Regions from separate parts of the Zea mays genome. Here region 1 is linked to region 2. The links are chromatin contacts, called in public Hi-C maps. All regions are on one chromosome and are shown on one strand. Each heading gives the region's core, a stretch centred on a gene start, on an enhancer-like site or on the middle of the called end of the contact. The rest is flanking DNA. Distances are from core to core; before and after follow the strand shown. Region 1 has its middle 53 kb from the start of LOC103644592. Region 2 holds the start of LOC103644591 (glucuronoxylan 4-O-methyltransferase 1).

Evidence for each region. A called contact is a pair of places that touch in the nucleus more often than the background predicts.
Region 1: a Hi-C map of ear shows a contact between it and region 2, with 2.5 times the contacts expected there. The contact joins the enhancer-like site here to the promoter of LOC103644591 in region 2. A contact is called at or near these places in 3 of 25 Hi-C or Micro-C datasets (ear, seedling and tassel).

The regions. Positions count from the first base shown.
Region 1 is chr1:44,541,287-44,547,745 of Zm-B73-REFERENCE-NAM-5.0, reverse strand. No RefSeq gene overlaps it. Among protein-coding and RNA genes, the nearest start is that of LOC103644592, 53 kb to the left of the region's middle. Within about 2 kb of position 1,690, at least 15 of the 20 cell types and tissues checked have an H3K27ac peak or open chromatin away from gene starts, as enhancers often do. A contact at or near this core is called in ear, seedling and tassel, where this site is marked.
Region 2 is chr1:44,356,373-44,362,445 of Zm-B73-REFERENCE-NAM-5.0, reverse strand. It overlaps LOC103644591 (glucuronoxylan 4-O-methyltransferase 1), which reads left to right and starts at 4,361. Exons shown (of 1, transcript XM_008667775.4): 1 at 4,361-6,073. The coding sequence starts at 4,828. The coding sequence ends at 5,451.

The DNA of each region.
Region 1 (6,459 bases), core at 441-2,940, 190 kb before region 2:
TTTAGTTATTAGCTACTTTTAGTAAATTAGCTATTAGTTAGCTAACTATTTGTTAGCTAGCCAATTATATTAGCAATATTTAGCTAACTAACTATATATTAGCTCTAGTCCATTAAAACACCCTCTGCTAACGCATGAATATGAGACTAGAAAAAAGGAAGATTGATAGGTTTCTTAAGATCTCAGAAGTCATTTTGATAAGATACATAAATATATTTATTCTTATATATTGTACGTGCATACTCTTTACAAAACAAAGGATATATTTTTGGAAATACCCACGAATCATGCTGTCTTCGCTCATGATCGTGCGGCATGGCTTTAGTCGGCGTTGTCAGACTATATCTAGCAAAGTGTATAGATAAGCTTGTAAAATATTGTTTATACTATAGACTGTATCGTTTATACAGTAAAGTTTAAAATAAACATTGAAACAGAAAGTAGAATAGAGACTGCTAAAAATAGTCTCATATGTTTGCTTGCAAGGCTGCAAGCAACCCATGGGATTTCCCAAGCGAGCGCTGCAATGCATGGCAACAACATTCCCCGGCTATTTGATGTTAAATGGGCCTAGGAATAAAATCATCTTTTCATGTGAAAGTAAGAATTGTTAAAGGTCAGAACTAACGATAGTATCTTATAGGGCATCAAAATTTATATTCAGTGTTAAATAGAGAAGATTTATTTTTAAAGGCAGAAAACTAAACCAGAAACTTTAATAATGCGGAATAAGGAATCGTCTCTATTGTAATCTATATAACTTTACATTATGTCTTTCCTTATACTGGTTCAGTTAGTGAAGATTAGTTTGGATGGCATAAAGTTTTCATAAAAAACACTCAACTAAAGGACTGGCTTAATTTTGTGTGTTACTTTGAACGGAGCTTCTACGATCACTATCTAAACGTTTTTGCCTAGAGAAATATAAAGGAAGTATTGATTCTCCGTGCCGAGTTTAAAAAGAAAAAAAATTCTTTACATCTCAGATACAAAGAATCTCTTTTACAGACCTCATATACATCATCTACTGGTCCATATAAATAAAAGAAAAATAAATTACTAAAGAATTATTTTTTAATTTTGATATGTCTTTGTAGTCCTCTAAGTTAGATATGATAGACTGTAAAAGATGATGTTTACATCCGGTATACACATAACTTTTTTTTATAGAACCCATTAGAGAGTGTTTTCAACTAATGGGTCCTATGCATGCGCGATACATTCAGTTATCTTTCATCATGGTCAGAGCATAAGTGAACGCCGCGGCCGGCCCCTACTAATAATATAATGTTGTTTCTCTCGAACGATTTTTTATTAATGTTTAAACGAAGCTTTTTAGGCACCGAGGGGCCGCTAGAATTAGAATTGGTGATCAGTAATCACGGAAAGATTTGGTTTGGTGACCAGAGATTATAGAAGAATTAGAGGAAATTGAGAGAGAAATTAATTTATTTTCTCCTCAATCCCTTTCAATCCTTTTTTGATCCAGCTGTCACCAAATCAACTCGAAGAGTGAGGTCGTCGCAGTCGCAGTCCTAGTCGCAATGTCACGGATGTTTTGTGGACGGAGGAGGGGATTAATTAGTTGGGAGGTGGTAGCATCACCATCAGCCCATCACCATGGCCGGTGCTGCGCCATGCCCCTGCTTTGTTTGGGTGGCCATGCGTTTGTCCTTTCTCCGCTAAAGATGGGGGGACGACCTGGCCATGGCCATTACATCCACATGGACTGCAGCAGCACACGAGGTCCTCGTGGTTAGGCCAACACCAAGTATTTCGGCCCCCTCCGTCACCTTCACCTTCGATCAGCAGCAAGATGTGAGTGAGCAGTAGGGGGTAGTACTGCTACTAGGACTACTAACCAACCCACAGAACAATACTCCCTCCGTTTCTTTTTATTTGTCGCTGGATAGTGCAATTTTGCACTATCTAGCGACAAATAAAAAGAAACGGAGGGAGTATTAAGAGTTTATTAGATGCATGACGTTCTGGTGTTTACGCTATCTCTCACAATCAATCTTTTTGATCCACGTGTTGGTTGGTGATTATGCTACACCGAGTCGCCCCCTTCTTTTCTTTCTGAAACCAAGAACAGCCTGCTCGTATCTAGAAGACGAGAGAGTGGTGTTGATTCTTTTCTTTGCTTTAGAGCAGGTCCAATAATTCTAGTACCTAAATACTAGATTGAGTAGGCCCTTAAATAATATAGGTAGCAAAAAAATCATATTACTTTCTAAATATATTAAAACTTGCCACCGATACTTTCTAAATATATTAAAACTTACCATGTCACTAGTTTAACTGGAACCGATCAATTTTGTCCCTTTTGTTTTTATCTCTGTTCCGCAAATCAATCTTAAAATTATGACCTCGTCAACCAACTGATTTAAAACTGTTAGCTGTGTTAGGCTTTCGATTTATTGCCGCTATTATTTATTTGTGCATGTGTAAGTATTGGCTTATCAATTGTTTAATCTCTAGCTTAGTAGTCGTTGAAATTGTGCGTCTGAGGAAGCCGGTGCATAGTCTCTGTTACTGCAGAATAGGAAAATGCGTCGAAATAAACTTTGGCTCAACAGTCTCCGAGGTACTACCCGGCTTCCCGCTACACGTGCGCCATCCTTTCTACCAGGAGTCTCCACGTAGTCTTCTAGTCAGGCACATGGTAAACGAGGTTTAATGACAATTGCTGGTTTCCAAACAGCGATGCTGGGTAGAGCAAAAACTGAATCAATGCACCGGCAGGTCGCGTCTCATTTTTTGAAGCTAAAAAATTCATACTGCTGCTGGGACGTCACATTGCTCTGCCTTCCTTTCTGCTGATGGAGGCTGGTAGTGGTAGTGGTACAAAGGCTACAGGCTACAGAGCACGAGTAAAATACCGGTACCGACCGCCACACTACTCCTCCGTTGCAACAAATGCTGGCTGTGATTGACCGATGGCGACCAAACGGAGAAACCAATCACATTGCCGGATGCGATTGTGCAGGGAGAGGAACCAAGCGGCGCGGGTGGCCGCTCCACGAGCTTCTGCTTCGCGTGAGCCGCGGCGTCCTGCACGCGCGACGGCGGAGGAACACGGAGTCCGGTAAACCATCGTATTTGGTGAAGAAAAGAAAGCGACCCCCTTTGAATTCGTATTTGGTGAGGATCTCTTGGGTGCTCTTCTTCCGCGGCGTCGAATAGGCGTTCTCCACGTCTTGGGGTAGCAGCAGACACTATTATTCATTGATTGATTAGAAATGGGGAGCCGTATGTGCGTACCGTCTCCTTCGAGCTCGCTCACATGCTGCTATAAATGTCCAAACACTGCGGGCCGCCCGTTTGACCCGTGGCACGACACGAATTTAGCCCGGTCCAAACACGGTCCGGCACGGTCGGTTACGGGCCCGGGCCGGCACGGTCCGTTTAGCGGGCCAGGTATGGACAGATACGGCGACGGGCGACCCGCGTGCTTTGGCCCGACCCGGCCCGATAAATAGGTCGGCCCGACGGCGGCCCACATATTTATGTAAATACTAAATATGTAAATACATTTAATTCTCTCATTACGCGACCAAACATATATAAAATGCATACATAAATATAAAATGCATACATAAATATTTTGTTGTCTTAATATATATAAATAATATGTTATTATATATGATTAATTCTGTTAAATATATGTATTTATATACCGTTCTACTGTTGGTTCGGGCCAGTGCCCGGCCCGGTCCGTTGAGGCGCACCGGGCCAACGGGTCGGCCCGGCACGATTTTTCCCTGTGCGTGCCGGGTTTGGGTATGTCTCTAGGCACGTGGGCCAGCCCGACCCGGCCCGAAGCATCAACGGGCCGTGCCTGGCCCGGCCCTATTCGTACCGGCCCGAAACGGGTTCGGGCCGGGTCCGTGCCGGATGGCCCGTTTGGACATCTATACATGCTGCAATCTGTTGCCGTAGCTCATACTGCGACCTGGACGGTGGTGCTGGCTTTGCCGGTGCTTCATCGTCGTCGATCTTCGTTTCATCTTTAGGCTGTTTCCTTCGGAGATTATATAATCCTAAGCACCTATTGACTTGCTTATAAATTATCACAATCTAAGTTTATAAATCACATGATCCATCTAATTATATGTGTTGTTTATTTACCTATTAACTTATTTAAGCTAGATTATATAATCTATAGAGTAAATAAATAGGACAAGACCTTAGTCGATTATGGACCGGATCTTCAGTACACGCCCGTGATGAAAAGAGAGACCAAAGCGAGATTTTCCTAAAAATTAATTGAATTTATCTATTGGTGCAAGTCCATAAATCCAATAGCAAGGGTGTGGAAAAGGAAGTGAGGCTGGATGAAGAAGATTAATCGCCCACTATGAGTGGTTAATAGGGATGTATGAAGGAGATGAAGAATGACCAGACTATCCTTATATAAGTAAACTATTGTAATATAATAGTTGAGAGGTACAAAAGCCTACTTATGTGAATTAGAAATATGGAGGCCCTATATAAATATCTCCAGCTTGTAGTATTTATTGACACAAAAGTTTAGCGCAATTCAGTTTATTCTGTATTTGCTGTATTCGAAGGATGCCATCCCCAATAAAGCAACATGCTTCAACTTCAAGAATTTAACTATTAGTATTATATATACGGGTATCATGCATATTGGAATCAATATATATATATATATATATATATATATATATATATATATATATATATATATATATATATATATATATATATATATATATATATATATATATATATATATATATATATATATATATATATAGTCGGTATATTAGAAGTCATGAGCTTCTAATAGTTAGAGGAAGTCCTGGCCAATTACTCCTGTGATCGGTCTAGGTCGACGCGTTCACTAACACCTTAAGCTAGGTTATTGGGTGCGCCCCCTCCACTCCACGTCTGTGCGCGCAAAAAATAGGAAGACATGCATGAGTCAGACACGTTTTTCTCCATAAATGCTTTATTTCCTACATAAATATAGAACCGCTGTAAATTTATGATATATACTGATACTAATTATACTACACAGTTGTCGGGTACAGTAATTAAGGGTACTCCCAACACTCCTAAAACACGGCTGGTAAACACCCTCAGCACAAACTGCAAAGACTGATGAGCACGGTTCAGGTCAAGACCTCGTCTACCAAGGGACACAATCTCGCCTCGTCCGAGCCCGGTCTCGGGCAGGAACAGTAGTCCCGGACGAATTCACGCCTCGCCCGAGGGCCTCCTCTAGCGGTGGCGCACCCTTGGCTCGCCCGAAGCCCAGCTCAGGCAGGCTTCGTCGAGAAGCAACCTTGGCCAAATCGCCTTACCAACCGACCATATCGCAGGCGCATTCAATGCGAAGATCGCCTAACACCTTATCCTAACACGCGCGTCTCAGTCGGCAAGGTCGAAGTAACCGCAGTCACTTCGCCCTTTCACTGACCGATCTGATAGGAAAACAGCGCCGCTCACCCTGCTCCGACTGCTGTGCCAACCACCCGGGTAAGGCTGACAACAGCTGAGTTTAGCCTCGGGCGCAACAGGAAGCTCCGCCTCGCCCGACCTTAGGCCTCAGCCTCGGGAGGAGGTCTCTGCCTCGCCCGACCCCAGGACTCGGCTTTAGCCTCGGCCTCGGGAGGAATCGCGGCCTCGCCCGACCCCAGGACTCGGCCTCAGCCTCGGCCTCAGGAGGAATCGCGTCATCGCCCGACCCCGGCCTCGGCCTCAGGAGAAGTCTCCGCCTCGCCCGACCTTGGGCTCGGACCGACCGCGCCACAGGGGATACATCATTACCCTACCCCTAGCTAGCTCAGGCTACGAGGGAACAAGACCGGCGTTCCATCTGGCTCACCCCGGTAACAGGTAATGATGGTTCCCCGCGTGCATCCATGACGTCGGTGGCTCTCAGCCCCCTACGGAAGCAAGGGGGTGTCAGCAGGATCCCAGCCGCACCGCAGCTGTGCTTCTACAGGGCTTAGACACTTCTCCGACGACCATGTTATCGCGTACACAGGGCTCAAGCACCTCTCCGACAGCCACGTTGGCATGTACACAGGGCTCAGGCACTTCTCTGCCAGACACGTTAGCGCATAGCTACACCCCCCATTGTACATCTGGACCCTCTCCTTACATCTATAAAAGGGAGGTCCAGGGCCTTCCTGCGGGGGAGGTCACGCGGGGGGGAACGAGCCAAACGAACAGGCTCACTCTCTCTCCCTCGCGACGCTTGTAACCCCTACTACAAGCACCCCCGGTGCGAGATAATACAAGCCGTGTTTCCCCTTGTGTTCCATCTTGCGCCAACCCATCTGGATAGGGGCACGCAGCGATAAATTCACTGGTCGGCTTAGTTGAGGGTCCCCCAAGGTCCGAAACGCCGACAGTTGGCGCGCCAGGTAGGGGCCTGCTGCGTGTTAACGAACACCTTCCCGTTGAGTTCTAGATGGGTAGTCT
Region 2 (6,073 bases), core at 3,112-5,611:
AGGCTACGTAGTGATGCCCTGCTGGGTCACCTTGGTAGTGATCAATGGAGAGTCATGATCTCCGGGCAGAATGGGAATCACGGCTTGTGGGTAAAGTGCACAACCTCTGCAGAGTGTTTGAAAACTGATATATCAGCCGTGCTCGCGGTTATGAGCGGCCAAGGGAGCTCCAGTGATTAGTGAGACTTGATCAGAGATACTTTGGTACAGGTGGTTATGAGATTGATGGTTTTGGTCATGACTATGATGCTGGTAAGTGGTACTCTTTCCGTTTGGAAAGGAGTACGTTTGGGTTAATAACTTGGGTTAATGCTAAAACTTGGCTTTCTATTAGTAAATAATAATCTGACCAACTAAAAGCAACTGCTTGACTTATCCCCACATAAAGCTAGTCCACTACAGCCAAACAGGATACTTGCTGAGTATGTTGATGTGTACTCACCCTTGCTCTACACACCAAACCCCCCCATCCCTAGGTTGTCAGCATTGCAACCACTGCTCAGGAGAAGATGAAGTTGTGGAAGGAGACTTCCAGGAGTTCCAAGACTATGACGAGTTCTAGGAGTGGGTTAGCGGCAACCCCCAGTCGGCTGCCTGTGAAGGCCGCGTTTATCTACGTTTCTTTTCCGCACTTTGATTTACTGTAAGAACTATATGGACGTCTCAGACGTATGATGTAATCGACTATTATTCCCTTTTAATACTATTTTGAGCACTGTGTGATGATGTCCATGTTATGTAACTGCTGTGTACGTGAATAACTGATCATGGCACGTACATGGTTCGCATTCGGTTTGCCTTCTAAAACCGGGTGTGACATTTATGTTGCCTTGTTCTTAATTAATAGCATTTGAGAACAAGTCCCCAACAATATGCATATGTGGCCACTGAATTATGGTATTTGTAGAATCTTGAAGAATCCAAACACCTAGTCACCAATCACAAATTTGCAATGTTTGGAAAGTCTTTGTGACTTAGAGCATCCCGGTTGAATATGGTACAACCGACCTAGTGAATCCTTCCTTTCGAAGGGACACGAAGAATGATGTGTTTAGTGTAAATGTGTGCAACACATTTTTAAACATACATTACATATCGACAGAGTTTAATATAGAGCATATTAATTGAAAGATATTTTTAATTCAAAGTAAACTCTCTTCAGTATTTTGGATACAAAGTTGTCTATATCCAACATATATTGAAGAAATTCAATATGAGGTAATCATGGTTATTTGATTGTCTCGGATCATGAGATGTGCTAATGTATATTGTAAGAGCACCCGATCAGATATTGTTTTGCAATGATTTGCTAGCTAACAGCACATGAGGTCGAGTTATGTTCTCTAAGAGTACTTATGATCTGGTTATGGCTGGATATACTGATCATGGATATCTATAGAAGATCCCCAGATGCAAGATCAATGACATACTTCATGTAGTTGGACCTGTTGTTTGAAAAAATGTCTATCAATAGAGATTAATGGTCACTTACACTAATCATAATGTACCACACTTCATGTGATTGTACAGAACGATATACTACATACTGAGGGTTTGTGGTGGTCATGATTTTCTATCGCTGACCTTATTCTCTATGAAGATAATATTACTTTGTGTTATTTAGATGAAAACAAGTTGCGAACTAAGTCTCTACCTTACTCCATATTTTTAAATGTGTTTGAGAGCAGTTATGTGATGACTTAATGATTTGCAAGGATCAGGGGGAGTTTCCTCTTGATCGGAAGAACTTGTTCTTACACCATGTTGTACTCTTTTCTTTGCATGAGTTTTTCCCCTATTTGGGTTTCTCATTCAAAGTTTTTAACGAGACAACATCAACATAAGGCCTATGTCGTATCATAAATTTTTCATGTAGGGTTTTCGAGGATGATACAATATGACATAGTTATTGTTGTATTTAAATTAGGCTATGAGTTTATCTCCCTAGAGTTCAAATAGATCAACAATAGAGCATGACTACTCTCCTCATTTTTTCCGTTGGGTTTTTAAGGAGACTCAGCTGATATGTTGATTTCTCAGATTTTCTAACAAGATTATTTTAGAGAAATATTGGCCTGAGTTATATGTCTCATCATTTATTTTTCCCACTAGGGTTTTTGATATGATGATTGTAGACATTTTTATCATTCTTTGGGCTAGAGGTACATGGGAGAACAATGTTGTACCATGGTTCTACTCCTTATTTTTTACACTGAATTTTGAGTAGTTCACTTGGTATTATTTAACCCACATAAATTCCTAAGTTTTTCCATAAGTTTTCTTGAAGGAATTAATAAATATAATTGAAGGATGTATTGCTGGTTTCGATCAAGGGGAAGTAGTGTTAAGGGATGATCTCAACAGCCACCCTTTGTGGAAGGGTCATCGGCAAATGAACACGGATGTTCATCACACCCCTTCAGCGTACGGAAATGTTCGTACGTCGCACCCCTTGTACCTCTATATAAGCAACCATTCTATCAATAAAGAACGATGGATTGATTTACTCATGACCACTCTGTGTCTCGTTATATTTGCAATCCAACAATGCCAAAGGGGATATCAACATTGAAAGTGTGGGTACCAAAGCTCAACTTGCCAATACGTTCACTAAGCCACTTGATGAAACAAGGTTTTGCAAGCTTAAGAATAAATTGAACGTTCTTGACTTACTTAACATGAGCTGAATGCACATCATATAAATGACATACCTCTTCTTCAACCAATCAAGGTAAAATTGATTGTTCATATTCATACACACCTGAGCATTTCATTAGTACATATAGTCATTAAGGAGTTATGTATTGCATAAAATGAGTATTTTGTTATATTCTATCACTACTGTTTTGATGATTGAATGTTTATAGTGATAGCATATAACTTGTTCATGAGTAAGCAAACCTAGCATTTGAACTAAAATATGATATATTAAGTGTATAACCCAACTTTGACAAGATACCCATTGCAAAATGAGTGAAGTTTCAAGGACATAGTTTAATTCAAGCCACTATGAAAAAGTATATGATAAGTTCACCCTACATCGAGATGATCGTGGCAGTAATTGTTGCCTTGAAGGAAGTTTTCAAAACTCATCTCTGCCACTATGGGACCTCTCATGTTTTTATATGGTCCATCTTGCCATCCTTTAGTAATTAATGACAAGGGGAAAGAAGTTTATATACATAGCTAGTATAATGGGGAGAAGTTTTTAGCATGAGATAAAATTATAAAGGGGATAAAATGGGAAGAAAATTGATATACAATGAATGATAGATTATACAAAAGCTTATAAAAGCGAAGGCAATGTTATACAAAGGGAGGGATAGTCAATTACAAAGGGAAAACACACAAATAGAGGCAGCAAACTCATGAACTTGTTTGTTGCATTAGAAATATGTATTTCCATATGATTGCTTATATTTGCAGTGATTTTATCAATTAGCATCTTACTTGTTGTTAATTGGTATGTATGTTAATACGTGCTATATTTCTTGCCTATGTGATGAATGTTTGATTAATTATTTTATAAGCTAGAATGTATAAGCAAAGCAATAGCTAGAATTAAGATTGCTTATTTTTCAATAGGTATCTAGAAACCTCTCTCCAAATTGTGATCTCACAAAAGTATGACTACCTATACTTGATGCTGAGGATAAATGTGGTTTAAGTGGTACTTCAAGTGGTATACATGCTTCAAAAGTTTACTCAATACACCTTAGATCAATTGGTAGTCTTCTTTCTTCCACAAATTTTAATCTAAAATATGGCTGATTAAAACTTAAAATGCTAAACACATAGCTAATACTACCAAAATTGTATATATTAATGAGTGGTGATAAATGTTTAGACAAGCTACTCAAATCCAAACCAAGTTAGTAACCCAAGGCATGTACACCTAGAGACTCCTGATCGTTTTTCTATGCACAAGAGACACCTAATAAATTGCATCATACAATGGGATGTCTTTAAAATGATCACATCATAAATACTGACAAGAAACATTATAAATGGATAGTCGTGTAGAGACAGACTATTCGCGAAGAGCCCATCTCTTGTATTTTTTACATTTAACCACCTAGGATATGTTTGGTTGCCTAGTCCAGCCTAAGCCTGGCTCAGTGAGAGGACCAGACTCAAGGGAGCCGCATGTAATGAGCTAACCTAAAATGTTTGGTTGCCTGGTCAAAATAAATCTGGCCCATATGACACATTGTTTGGTTCTCATTTTTTCAGCTTGGCCCAATTGGGTTACCGCCAATTTTGATGTGTTGGATGCAGTTCCCGCCAAATTTCAAAATTTTAAGCGTTATTAAACAAATTACAACAGGTTTGAACTAAAAATATGATTTTGACCCATAAATTGAACTAATTACAATCATCTAAATATGATTTACACCCATAGATTACAATAGATTTTGAAAAATACCCCGTCAGGTCTCTGTACAGTAGGAGCAACTTACAGATACAGATACAGTAGGAGCAACTTACCAGTACAGAAAAATTACAATAGATCCTTTGTAATCCTTTGTAATACCCCGTCAGATACAGATACAGTAGGAGCAACTTACCAGTACAGAAAAATGACCATGAACATTGTAAGCAGATCCTTCTGATGAATTACAACAGATTTGAACTAAAAATATGATTTTGAAACAGATCCTTCTGATGGATTACAGTAGTTGTGTTCTAGCTAGGTCAAAAGACCAGTCCGAGGAGAGGGCATGCACTTGGGTCATGCATGGTAAAACTTTCAGCATCAGTTGTAAGAATTAATTAGTAAAGATTAATTGCAACGTAATACGTAGCATAGGCGGCGGCGACGTACCCATGAGGCTGACCATTTCGAAGTTGTTGAGGCCCTTCCGTGCGAATAGGTCGATAGCGGTGGGGATGTCGACGCTGGGGCCCGAAAGAATGCTCGCCATTGACGCTTGGGACACCATGTCGTCCCTCCTCCAGCAGGGCAAGGCTGGCGTGGCGCTGCGCCTGCTCCTCGCCGCCGCGCTCGCCGGCTTCCTCCTCGTCTTCGCCACGCGCACCCTGGTCACGTCGCCTGTCTCGGCATCGCCCTCGTGCTCGTCGGAGCCGCTGCCGCGGCCCGTGGCGGAGGCGCTGGTGCACTACGCCACGTCCAACACGACACCGCAGCAGACGTCTGAGGAGATCGGGGTGGCGCTGCGCGTGCTACAGCGTCACGCGCCCTGCAACTTCATGGTGTTCGGGCTGGGCCTCGACAGCCCCATGTGGGCGGCGCTGAACCACGGGGGGCGGACCGTGTTCCTGGAGGAGGACGCGGCGTGGATCGGCAGCTTGCGGGGCAGGCACCCGGCGCTGGAGTCCCACCACGTGGCCTACGACACGGCGCTGGCCGACGCCGACGCGCTGCTGGGGCTCCGCGCCCACCCGGCCTGCATCGCGCAGCCCGACCGGAGAGGCGAGAGAGGCGAGTGAACCCTAGAGAGAGGCGAGAGCCGCCGCGGCAGCTGCGAGTGAACTCGAAAGGCGAGTGAACCCTAGCGCAGTGGGCGAGCACGGGTCAAGTTGATGCGCGAAGGAAGTTACCTGTGTTTCAATTGGGCCTAGCCACGAAGTCAGATGTGGCTCGCCTCAGCCAGGCCCCCAAGCTGGGCCAGGATACCAAACATGGTGTGCTTGTTTCAAATGGACCTGGCCGTGCGCTGGGCCAGGCAACCAAACATATCCCTAGAGACCTCTTAAGAGACAAGATATTAAATAGAGTTGTACATGCCCTTAGACTTACATGAAACAATGATATTCCTATCGTTTTCGTGCGGTTTTATAATTGAGACAACTAGTGGACTAACCTATACCCTAAGTGATGTAAATAAGATAATATAAAGTCCAAAATCAAGATTGAGCAAGATTGGCACCACATCCAAGATTGACCAAGATGTGGTTAATATGGTATATTGAGCCAATGATGTCCTAACCGAATGAATTTGCAGCAAACAAATGAGAAGCAAAAATTGAGATACTAGGATATATGGGTGAAACATTTAAAGAAAACATTAGAAGAGAGAAAATCCAGTTGCCTTCTATGTTTTATTTTATT